Regions from separate parts of the Ovis aries genome. Here regions 1 and 3 are each linked to region 2. The links are chromatin contacts, called in public Hi-C maps. All regions are on one chromosome and are shown on one strand. The core of a region is the stretch at or near the end of the contact, and the rest is flanking DNA. Distances in the headings are between cores, read along the strand shown.

The links. Hi-C and Micro-C count contacts between places; a contact is called where the count stands out from the background.
Region 1: a Hi-C map of liver shows a contact between it and region 2, with 3 times the contacts expected there. The contact joins two enhancer-like sites. A contact is called at or near these places in 8 of 16 Hi-C or Micro-C datasets (blood, hypothalamus, liver and 4 more).
Region 3: a Hi-C map of liver shows a contact between it and region 2, with 4 times the contacts expected there. The contact joins the promoter of CAPZB here to the enhancer-like site in region 2. A contact is called at or near these places in 7 of 16 Hi-C or Micro-C datasets (hypothalamus, liver, mixed tissues and 3 more).

What each region holds. Positions count from the first base shown.
Region 1 is chr2:246,966,744-246,969,923 of ARS-UI_Ramb_v3.0, forward strand. All of the region lies in intron 2 of CAPZB (capping actin protein of muscle Z-line subunit beta), which reads left to right. Among named protein-coding and RNA genes, the nearest start is that of SLC66A1, 86 kb to the right of the region's middle. Within about 2 kb of position 1,853, at least 3 of the 54 cell types and tissues checked have an H3K27ac peak or open chromatin away from gene starts, as enhancers often do. A contact at or near this core is called in liver, where this site is marked.
Region 2 is chr2:246,742,062-246,745,223 of ARS-UI_Ramb_v3.0, forward strand. NBL1 (NBL1, DAN family BMP antagonist) reads right to left here. Exons shown (of 5, transcript XM_060411486.1): 3 at 2,248-2,442; 4 at 2,015-2,126; 5 at 1-1,090. The coding sequence starts at 2,414. The coding sequence ends at 839. Among named protein-coding and RNA genes, the nearest start is that of HTR6, 11 kb to the left of the region's middle. Within about 2 kb of position 1,595, at least 3 of the 54 cell types and tissues checked have an H3K27ac peak or open chromatin away from gene starts, as enhancers often do. A contact at or near this core is called in liver, where this site is marked.
Region 3 is chr2:246,876,710-246,879,877 of ARS-UI_Ramb_v3.0, forward strand. It overlaps CAPZB (capping actin protein of muscle Z-line subunit beta), which reads left to right and starts at 1,451. Exons shown (of 9, transcript XM_027965602.3): 1 at 1,451-3,168.

The DNA.
Region 1 (3,180 bases), core at 603-3,102, 220 kb after region 2:
AATGAACTCCATTCCTTGCAAAGTTGTGGTGAGCCTTTTCTTACAAGTGTTTTTTGCTTGTCGAATGGCCTGCAGCTGTAGTGATGAAAGCAAGGCTGAGGGAAAAAGCAGACCCCAGACTCTGGGTGCCCGGTTGGCCCTCTGTTCCCTGCTCCAGACCGCGGTGGAGGTGGCCCTTCATGACTCCAGCCTGTTGCTGAGAGGAGGACCCCGCCACCTGATCGTGATTGATGTCAGGATGAAATGGCGTGATTTACTTAGAGGAAACGGGGCTTCCTGGGGGCACTCCTCTGATTCCCCCATAGGGATGGCTGGAAGTTGCTTGGAATTCTGATGAGTTCTGTTACATGCAGACGAACAGACCCTCATTTTATCCAGTGCAGGATGGCCTGGATTGCCTCCTGATCATGCCGTCCAGAGCCTTAGAACTTGAAACCAATTAAAGGAGAAGAGCACAAGGCCCCGTGCTGTGCTGTGGGTGTGCTCACAGGGAGCAGAGGGGTCTGCCAGGAGCCGACTCCAGGGACGCGTCCCGAGCATTCTGGAGCAGCCGAGGAGGTTACCACTGTGTCCGCGGGCTTGGAATTCTCCGAGCTCGGCGACTTGAAAGTTAGGGACCTCCCGTCTGCTTTGGTGTCAGCCTCCGAGTAGTATGCTTCTGTTAGACCATAAAGGGCAAGATGGAAACTTTTTGGTTTGGTCTCAGATTGAGAATCTGACCCCCCTCTTGTCATTCGTCATAAGACCTTTTTCAGCGATGACAGAGGAAAATGACTCGCCACAGTGGAGGTCCGTCAAGTGTCAGGAGCTGGTGGAAGGGCCTCGCTGTTAACAGGTCTCCCCCGTTACCGCGTTTCGTTTCCACGGCCGCTCTGTGAGGCAGGTGGGAGGGACCGCTTTTACAGACGAAACCGAGGCTGTCCCAGCACCCGTGAGCCCCGGGCCTGAGCCGCGACCGAGGGGAGGGCAGAGCCAGGCCCCGCTGTTGATTCTGGTGTGTTGTCCATTGAACTGCTGCCTTTAACAAGGAAAACAGATCGTTTCTGACATGTCCTCCTAAGGCCAGACCATCTCCTACAGTGAAACTAGAAAAGTTACTTGTGATGGGGGCAGATGGACACCATGGAACGTATAAGGACCTCAGGAAAAAAAGACCCTTAGAATCTATCTTCTGCTGTGAAGCCCCTTCAGACTGGGATGAGCAAGGAAAGTGCTGCCCCATTCTGCCTGGGCTGGCTGTGGGGCCCACTGCACCAAGGTGGACGCTTCTATAGGAGATCCCCTCATCACCACACACACACAGATACACACACACACACACACACAGCTGTGCTAAGGTGGACACTTCTTAGACGGCCCCATCCTGGCACACACCACACACAGATACACACACAGATAGACCCACACACACAGCTGTGCCAAGGTGAACGCTTCTTAGGAGATGCCCCCACCTCTACACACACAGACATACACACAGCTGCGCCAAGGTGGACACTTCTTAGGAGACACTCCCACTCCAACATACACACACACAGAGCTGTGCCAGGGTGAATGCTTCTTAGGATATGCCCCCACCCCAACACACACACATACACACAGCTGTGCCAAGGTGAACACGTTTATAGCAGACGCCCCCACCCCGGCGCGTGCGCACACACACACAGCATTGTGCGCACTGCAGACAGAGCGCCCCTTAGAAAGGCGTCCTGTGCGCGCGTGCGCGCGCACACACACACACACACACACACACACACACGCACAGCATTGTGCGCGCTGCAGACAGAGCGCCCCTTAGAAAGGCGTCCTGTGCGCGCGCGCACACACACACACACACACACACACACACACACAGCATTGTGCGCGCTGCAGACAGAGCGCCCCTTAGAAAGGCATCCTGTCGAAACCCGAGCAGTGTGGCCCTGTTCTCTAAGCTACTAAAGCAGGCCTAAACGTTTTAGGAAAAGCAGACTCTTGCCCTGCAGGAACTAAAGGGACAGGTCAGTAAAGCGACTGCCTTTAAATCGAAGGTACCAAAGTCCACGCTGGCGTAAACCGCTTAGAGTGCAAATGACGCCAGGGGGTGGGAGGGCAAGATCCCACTGGTGACAGCGGGACAGCGTGGCGCTCTGGAGTGGGCTGCCCTCGGGGGGCAGCAAGGCCAGAGCACAGGCGGCCCACCGCTCAGCACAGGCCCCGGGATGTAGGGACTTAGGGTGTGTTACAAGCGATAGTCACGCTTCACTGCGAGAAACAAGTTGATCGTTCAATAAAATTGCTGAAACAGCTAATAGTTGTGAAGGAAAAGAAGCTAAATATCTTTCGCAGCGCGTCCTCACACTCCTGATGGACTAAGGAACCAGTATTACATGAACACAAGGGAACCGGGGGGTGGAGAACAGCAGTGATACTGATGTTGGGAGTTGGGGGGAAGGCCTTCACCAGGCACGGAAGCTCATGCCAGTGTGATGGGCTTGAAACGTGCAAATTTAATTTTAAAGTTTCAACAAAGTGAAGTTAAAAGGCAGAGAACAAACTCAAAGATAGCTTGTAGCTTCTGGCAGGGAATGTATCTCCTTAACTTTTCAGAAAACCTCTTCTGAGGCTGTTCCGTCCCCACCTGGGAGAAGCAGCAGCAGGGGCTTCGGCAGTTTGTGGTAACCGAGGAGCGAGGCTGTGAGCCCAGGCAGCCCAGGGTCCTGCACTGCTGCGCCCTGTTGCCCCCAGCAGTGAGAACACAGGGACAGCGAGATGCCACAGAGGAGGCGGGGCAGAGACCTTGTCTGCAGACAAGACGAGATGAGCTGGCTGGGAAGGCCCCTGCCCCGCTGAGCCTTCTTCTGCTCAGGGCATGGTGCAACTTACGCCTGCCCCAGCTTTCGTGACATTGCTCAGCGCCCTTTGGTGTTGAGTCTCTTGAGGAACAAAGACAACGAGCAGTTGGAGAAACGTGGCGTACTCTTAATTACCTTCTAGAAGCTTCTCCCCATATTGCCACATTTAAAATTCTGAGAAGTCCTACAGTTGGAAAAAGAAGAGCCCTCTCTCCTTTAGCCCACCATCCCTCTAACTTACCGTCACGCACTCCAGCGTGGAGAACACTGGTCTCCTGGAGGGCTCGTGGCGTGCGTGCGAGACATATACTCAGTCGCTCAGCCGTGTCCGGCTCTTTGCGGCCCCGTG
Region 2 (3,162 bases), core at 345-2,844:
CTGGAGCACCTCGGGGTCAAGGGGCGCCCCACGAGCCCTTGTGGCACCTCTCCCTCACTTCTTGAGGCTCACCCCAAGTCCGCACTCCACCATGTCCCTCCTGGGAACCCTCTGGGTAAGGGAGACCCCTCCCCAGCATCAGATGTGTAGAGAGGGTTCCCCAAGAGGGTGAGGCTGGCTCCACCAACTTTGAGGGGCCTGGAGCATGTGGGGGGGCACTGAGATCTGGGTGGGCGGGAGGGAGGGAGGGAGGAGGGAGGGGTGCTGTCTGATGGAGGGGGTCATCCCCTCCTCCCGGCCCAGAAGGTCCTGCCACCCCTGCCTCGCATCACCCCCAAGGAAGCCGAAGAAGCCAGTGAGCCTGGCTCCCCGCTCCAGGGCCAGGAGTCAGCGGGGGCCTGCCCAGGCCTGACTCCCAACCACGGGAGGGCACCTCAGTGCCACCAGGAGATGTTGCTCTGGGGGTGGGGGGCAGTGGGCCTTGGCACAGTTTGGAATGCCTCGCCAACTCAGCAGCCTAGCTAGCGACCCCTCTCCCTCCCAAACAAGGGCACACATCTCAGAGGCGGTCAGGAAGAGAGCTCCCCTCGCCCCGAAAAAGAGCCCTGAAGATCTCTGCCCCTGCCCCCGACTCTGGAATATATTAAATTGTGCAGCTTGGCCCCAGCCCCACCCCCTTCAGATCTCCATGACAACCGGGAAGCCTTCCAAGTCCAAGTCTGAATCCAAGTCCATCCAGTGCCAAAGGGGGGCTTCAGCCTCTCCCCCTAACTCTTCCCCGGGAGGGCGAGACCCCCACATTCCACAGGGAGTGGGAGGGGAGGGAGACTCGGGGGCCTCAGTCCTCAGCCCCCTCTTCCTCGGCGTGGGGGGCCCCGGGGGGGTCCTCGGGCTCGGGGGCCTGCCCCCCGGGGTGGGGGTGGGGGTGGGCGCCGGGCTGGGCCCCCTGCGCGTCCTCGCCCTGCACGTAGACGCTCAGCCCCTCGTGGCTGGGCTCCTTGCCACAGGCCTGGCAGCTGCAGTGCAGAATCTTCTCCACCAGCTTGTCCACCCGGGGCACCTCCTCATGGCCGGGGCACTCCAAGGTCACCTGGGCAGGGCAGATGGAAGAGGAGAGGCGTTTCCAAGGGCCTGGGGCAGGCAGGGAGGCCCCGAGGGCAACCCGCATCACAGTGCCAAGAATCACCAGAGACCCCAGGAGCCTGAGCCCCCCCGCCCTGGGGCACCTGGGCACAGTCGGGGGAGACGAAGGGGTGAGTCCCTGCAGGAGCCTCCTGGCCTGTCTTCCCACATCCTGCCACCTTCCTCCCCAGCGCCAGGCAGCCAGGAGACCCCCAAACGGCCCGCCCTGCCTGAACTGGCCCCCAGGGCTCCCACTGCCCTCACCCAGAGCCCCTGACTCCTCACAGGCTGCCTGCCGCAGACCCCCCACTCCCGCCCTCGACCTTGCCCCCCTTCTGCCAGCTCCCTGCTGCCTCATCTGCCTGAGATTTTGCATAAGCCGTTCCCTCTGCCTGGGAGGGCCTTACGCACCCACCCCGCTCCCCGCTGCCCCAGACTTTGCCCAATTAACTTCCCCTGAACCTCTGGATCTAAGCCCAGACACTGCTTCCTGGATGCAAAGGGCAGGTGCAAAGGCCATGTGGTGATCGCAAGCCAAGTAGGTATGAGAGACCAAAAGCAGGTGGGTTGGTGTCAAGGGTCAAGCTGGTACAGAAGGTGAGAGAGGCAGGATGAAGCTTGGAAGGCTGGCGAGCCAGGGCATGGCTTGTGGATGGGCCTTAAGGGGCACGGCGGAGATCTGGGTCTCATTCTCTAACGGTGGGACGCCTCCGAGAGCATTTCAACAAGCAGCTGATGTCAGAAGCAAGCTTCAGAAAGAGCTCGTTTCCTGCAGGTGCTGTCGTCAGACGTGCGAACCCCCAGGCGGCAAGGACCGCGCGTGCCCCCAGCAGCGGCCCCGCACCCGCGGGGCCCAGGCTCGGGGAGGCCGGGCCGGGCGGGCTGTACTCACGATCTCCCACATGGACTGGGCCGGCATGCAGGAATCACAGTGCACCAAGGACTCCGTCGACTGCGGGAAGGTGTTGGGGACGCTGTAGCTGAAGCACTGTCCCAGGCAGGCCCTGCGAGAGGAGACCGCTGTCCGCGTCGCTGCGGCGGCACCAGGCACGGGCAGCCCGTCTCCTTCCTCCGCTCTGGGCCCCTGCACGGACCCCACCCAGCCACCGCCCCCCGGGATCCCACCTGTTCTGGATGGACTTCGCCTCACAGCCACTGTGGCCCACGATCTGGGTGATGTTCTTCGCCTCACACCAGGCGCTCTTATCCGGGAACAGGGCCAGCTTGTTGATGGGCGGAGGTGCAGCCAGCACCATGACGGGCAGGACAGCCCCCACCAGGACCCGCAGCATCGTGCCCACGGCCTCTGGAGCCCTAGGACTGAGCACAGACCGCAGGTGAGGCCGGCAGGGCCCGGGAGGCTGGGCAGAGGGCGGCGGCAGTGGTGTTACAGGTGTGACCCCTGACTCCCTGGGTTCAAGCCCTATCTCTACCGCTTCCTAGCCAAGCACAACCTTGGACAAGTTATTTCTCCTGTAGGAAACTCAGACCTGGGGCTGCTAATATTGCGAGCATCGGATATGTATCGTGGAGATTAAATAAGGTATTTCATGAAAAGCTCTGAGCAGAGAGACCAGCAGATAATACACATTGCATATGTGTTAGTCATCTTTATAACTTGCTTTGTAGCTTTAAAGTAAGTTACTTTTCAGTCAGTTCAGTTCCGTCGCTCAGTCGTGTCCAACTCTTTGCGACCCCATGGACACAGCACGCCAGGCCTCCCTGTCCATCGCCAACTCCCAGAGTTTACTCAAACTCATGTCCATTGAGTCGATGATGCCATCCAACCATCTCATCCTCTGTCGTCCCCTTCTCCTCCTGCCTTCAATCTTTCCCAGCATCACGGTCTTTTCAAATGAGTCAGATTTTCACAAGCATGTGGCCAAAGTATTGGAGTTTCAGCTTCAGCATCATTCCTCCGGTGAGCACCCAGGACTGAGCTCCTTTAGGATGGACTGGCTGGATCTCCTTGCCATCCAAGGGGCTTTCAAGAGCTACTTTTAACCTTCATGTATGTATCTGGCTGGCCCGGTCTGAGCT
Region 3 (3,168 bases), core at 201-2,700, 130 kb after region 2:
GACCTTAATTCCCGGAGCAGGGATTGAACCCGCAACCCCAGCATTGGGAGCACAGAGTCTTAACCACTGAGCTGCCAGGGACGTCCCTGTAAAATTATAATCAGTTTTAGAAAGTTGAGTTTCTAGTAGTGTTTCTAATCTGAGTACCTCTCAATTGCAAGAAATATCCTGATTTATGCTAATGAGTCTCATGGCCCATCCCACCTGATTGAACCAGAATCCCCATCAACTTAGATGCTGGGAGGCAGAGGAATCCTAAAGCTTAGAAATGGGGGCGGGGGGAACACCGAGGGAAGCGGCAGAATGGGTGGGAAGGTGAGGGCCGAGGAGGATTTGCCTTTCACCTACTAACGAACTAGGCTTCCCTGATAGCACAGCTGGTAAAAAGTCCACCTGCAACGCGGGAGACCCGGGTTCGATCGGTGGGTTGGGAAGATCCCCTGGAGAAGAGACAGGTTACCCACTCCAGGATTCTGGCCTGGAGAATTCCATGGACTGCATAGTCCACGGGGTTGCAAAGAATCGGACACGACTGAGCGACTTTCGCTTCCTAACCAACTGCACAAACTTCCCCTTTGGCTTGCTTCTCTCCACAGCTCTCCTTTTCCCACAGCGGTGGGTGGGGTGGCGCACTGAGAACGAGGAATGGCAAACGGAGGCGGAGGAGCAGAGAGGAGGGCGCGCAGGAGGCGACGCTGCCAGAGCCGGCTGCCCTGCGGCCACAGGCGAGGCGCTGTGCGCGGGGTTCTGTCCCTCTGGGGTGCTCTGGTCCTGCCTGAGCCTGTGTGAGCAAACTCCTAAGACCCTGTGAGCTGGGTTTTCCTTGTGGGTTAAAACAGGGATGATAGTAATAAAGTCCACATGAAATTGAGAAGCTCCAGTAATAAAGAAACCGCAGTGCTCAGCCTTCAAGCGTGAAGCGCCAGGTCCCGGGGGGTGGGGCGGGGCGGTTCACACCCATTCCCTTTTCCAGTGGACAAATGGTCCCCGAAGGCCGGCAACGTTATGTCCACTTTACAAGGAGTAAACCAGACCCCTGAGAGATGAGGGTTCGTGCTCAGCCCAGCGCACCTCCCTGCTTTGCACTCCGTAAAGCTCTGGATGGTCGTAATCTGTCGTGCTGACCCTCTGGAGTTCTTTCTTTTTTTTTTTTTGGCCATGCTGGGCAGCACGTGGGATCTTCTTTTCCCGACTGACTGAGGGAAGTTGAACCTACGCCCCCTGCTTTGAAAGCACAGAATCTTAACCACCAGACCGCCAGGGAAGTCCTGGGGCTCTTCTTAACGCGCTCCCTGGAGAGTTTTGCTGCAAAGGTCTTCTAGAGAGTTGCAGAGTACATTGAACAAACTGATTTGAAATATATATGTCGAGTGCCTACTGCGTGCTAGCCATCGTTATAGGGACTCAGCAGTGAACGCCATGGACAAATGGCCCTCAAAGAGCACTCCTTTTTGTGTGCAAGGCTGACCAAAACAGACAAGTAGGGACTTCCCGGCTGGTCTGGTGGTCGGGAGGGGGCAGGGTTCCATCCCTGTTCAGGGAGCTCCCACCAGCTCCATGGCACAGCCAAAAAAAAACCCACTCCACACAAACAAGTATATATTATGCCTTGTGATGCTAAGTTCTGGGAAGCAGAATAAAACAGGGAAGGGGGATTTTATATCCAATGGCCAGAGAAGGCTCTGTGATGACAGCTGTGTTCACCACTCAGATACTGAGGTCTACAAGAGCATCATCTCCATAAGAACAGAGCCCTGGGGTCTTTTTGGTCCCTGTAGCGCCGGTCCCCAGCAGAAGTTCGGCTTCTCAGGAGGTGCTGAATGAACATTGGTTGAACAAGTGAATAAACAAACAGCCATCATTTCAGAAACCTCCACATCAGGGTAGGCACGGGGTTTTGGATTCACGTGCCATCAGCTGACTCTTAGGGAGAACCTTTTGTGTGCCAGCCTCCACGACCACAGAACAGCCCTTTCCTCTGAAGATCTTCGCTAAGGATGAGGGTGGTGGCCGCGGTGTTTAGCCAGTAGGTCAGGACGGACTCTTTTGCAACCCCATGGACTGTAGCCCATCAGATTTCTCTGTCCATGGGATTTCCCGAGGCAAGAATACTGGAGTGGGTTCCATTTCCTTCTCCAGCGAATCTTCCAGATCCAGGGATCAAAACCCATGTCTCCTGCATTGGCAGGCAGGTTCTTTACCCGCTGAGCCCCGACGGAAGCCCCCCAAATACGAGTACATGCATGCTAAGTCGCTTCAGTCATGTCTGACTCTGCAACTCCATCATAACCCACCAGGCTCCTCTGTCCATGGGGATTCTCCTGGCAAGAACACTGGAGTGGGTTGCCATTTCCTTCTCCAGGGGGATCTTCCCGACCCAGGAATTGAACCCAGGTCTCTTAAGTCTCCTGCATTGGCAGGCGGGTTCTTTACCAATAGTGACACCACCTCGCAATCTAACAGCTGAGAAGAGAGCAAAGAGAACAAGGGAAGAACAAGGGGTTAAGTGCAAAGAGTAAGAGTTTCAGGGTCAGGAAGGAGTTCAGCAAGTGTATTGCCTGACTTTTTTCTTTTTTTTTTTTGATGCAAAAATAGCTAGTTCTGCTTTTTGGACTGAGGCTCGCTGAGTCAGGGGTTCAAAGAGAAGACCATGAGGGTGGGAGTGGCCGATGTCATCCACAGCAGATGGTGATGCCCCAGAGACAGGCTGTGTCCTCCACCCCCTCTGGCCCAGGAATCAAGGTCGGGGCAGACAGCTAAGCTCAGCTCCCTGGGGACCCCCTCTCTGCCTCTCTACCGGGCCAGCCCATCCCGAGAACATCACCCTTGTTCCACCCTTGGACTCCACATCAGGCTCAGGAGAGTCTCAGAGGCCAGGGGTGTGAGAGGAATCGTTCCAGCATCTGTTATGAACCGTTATTTCCATTCCTTTGGCCGAGTTTTCTCCCGAGCCCTGAAGGCACTAGGTCAGCGCTGCTTTCGGCCCAAATGTCTGATGTCCCAGGCCTTCCTTCAGCCTCACAAAAGAAGGGGATGATTATTAAAAGAACAGACGTTGCATTCCATATTTACCCCAGATGACACTGCCTTGATCCCTAAAATAACTCCAGACCTCCTGGATGGAACTTGCTCGTTCTTTTTCATCTTGCTCTTATGCAACTGTTTATG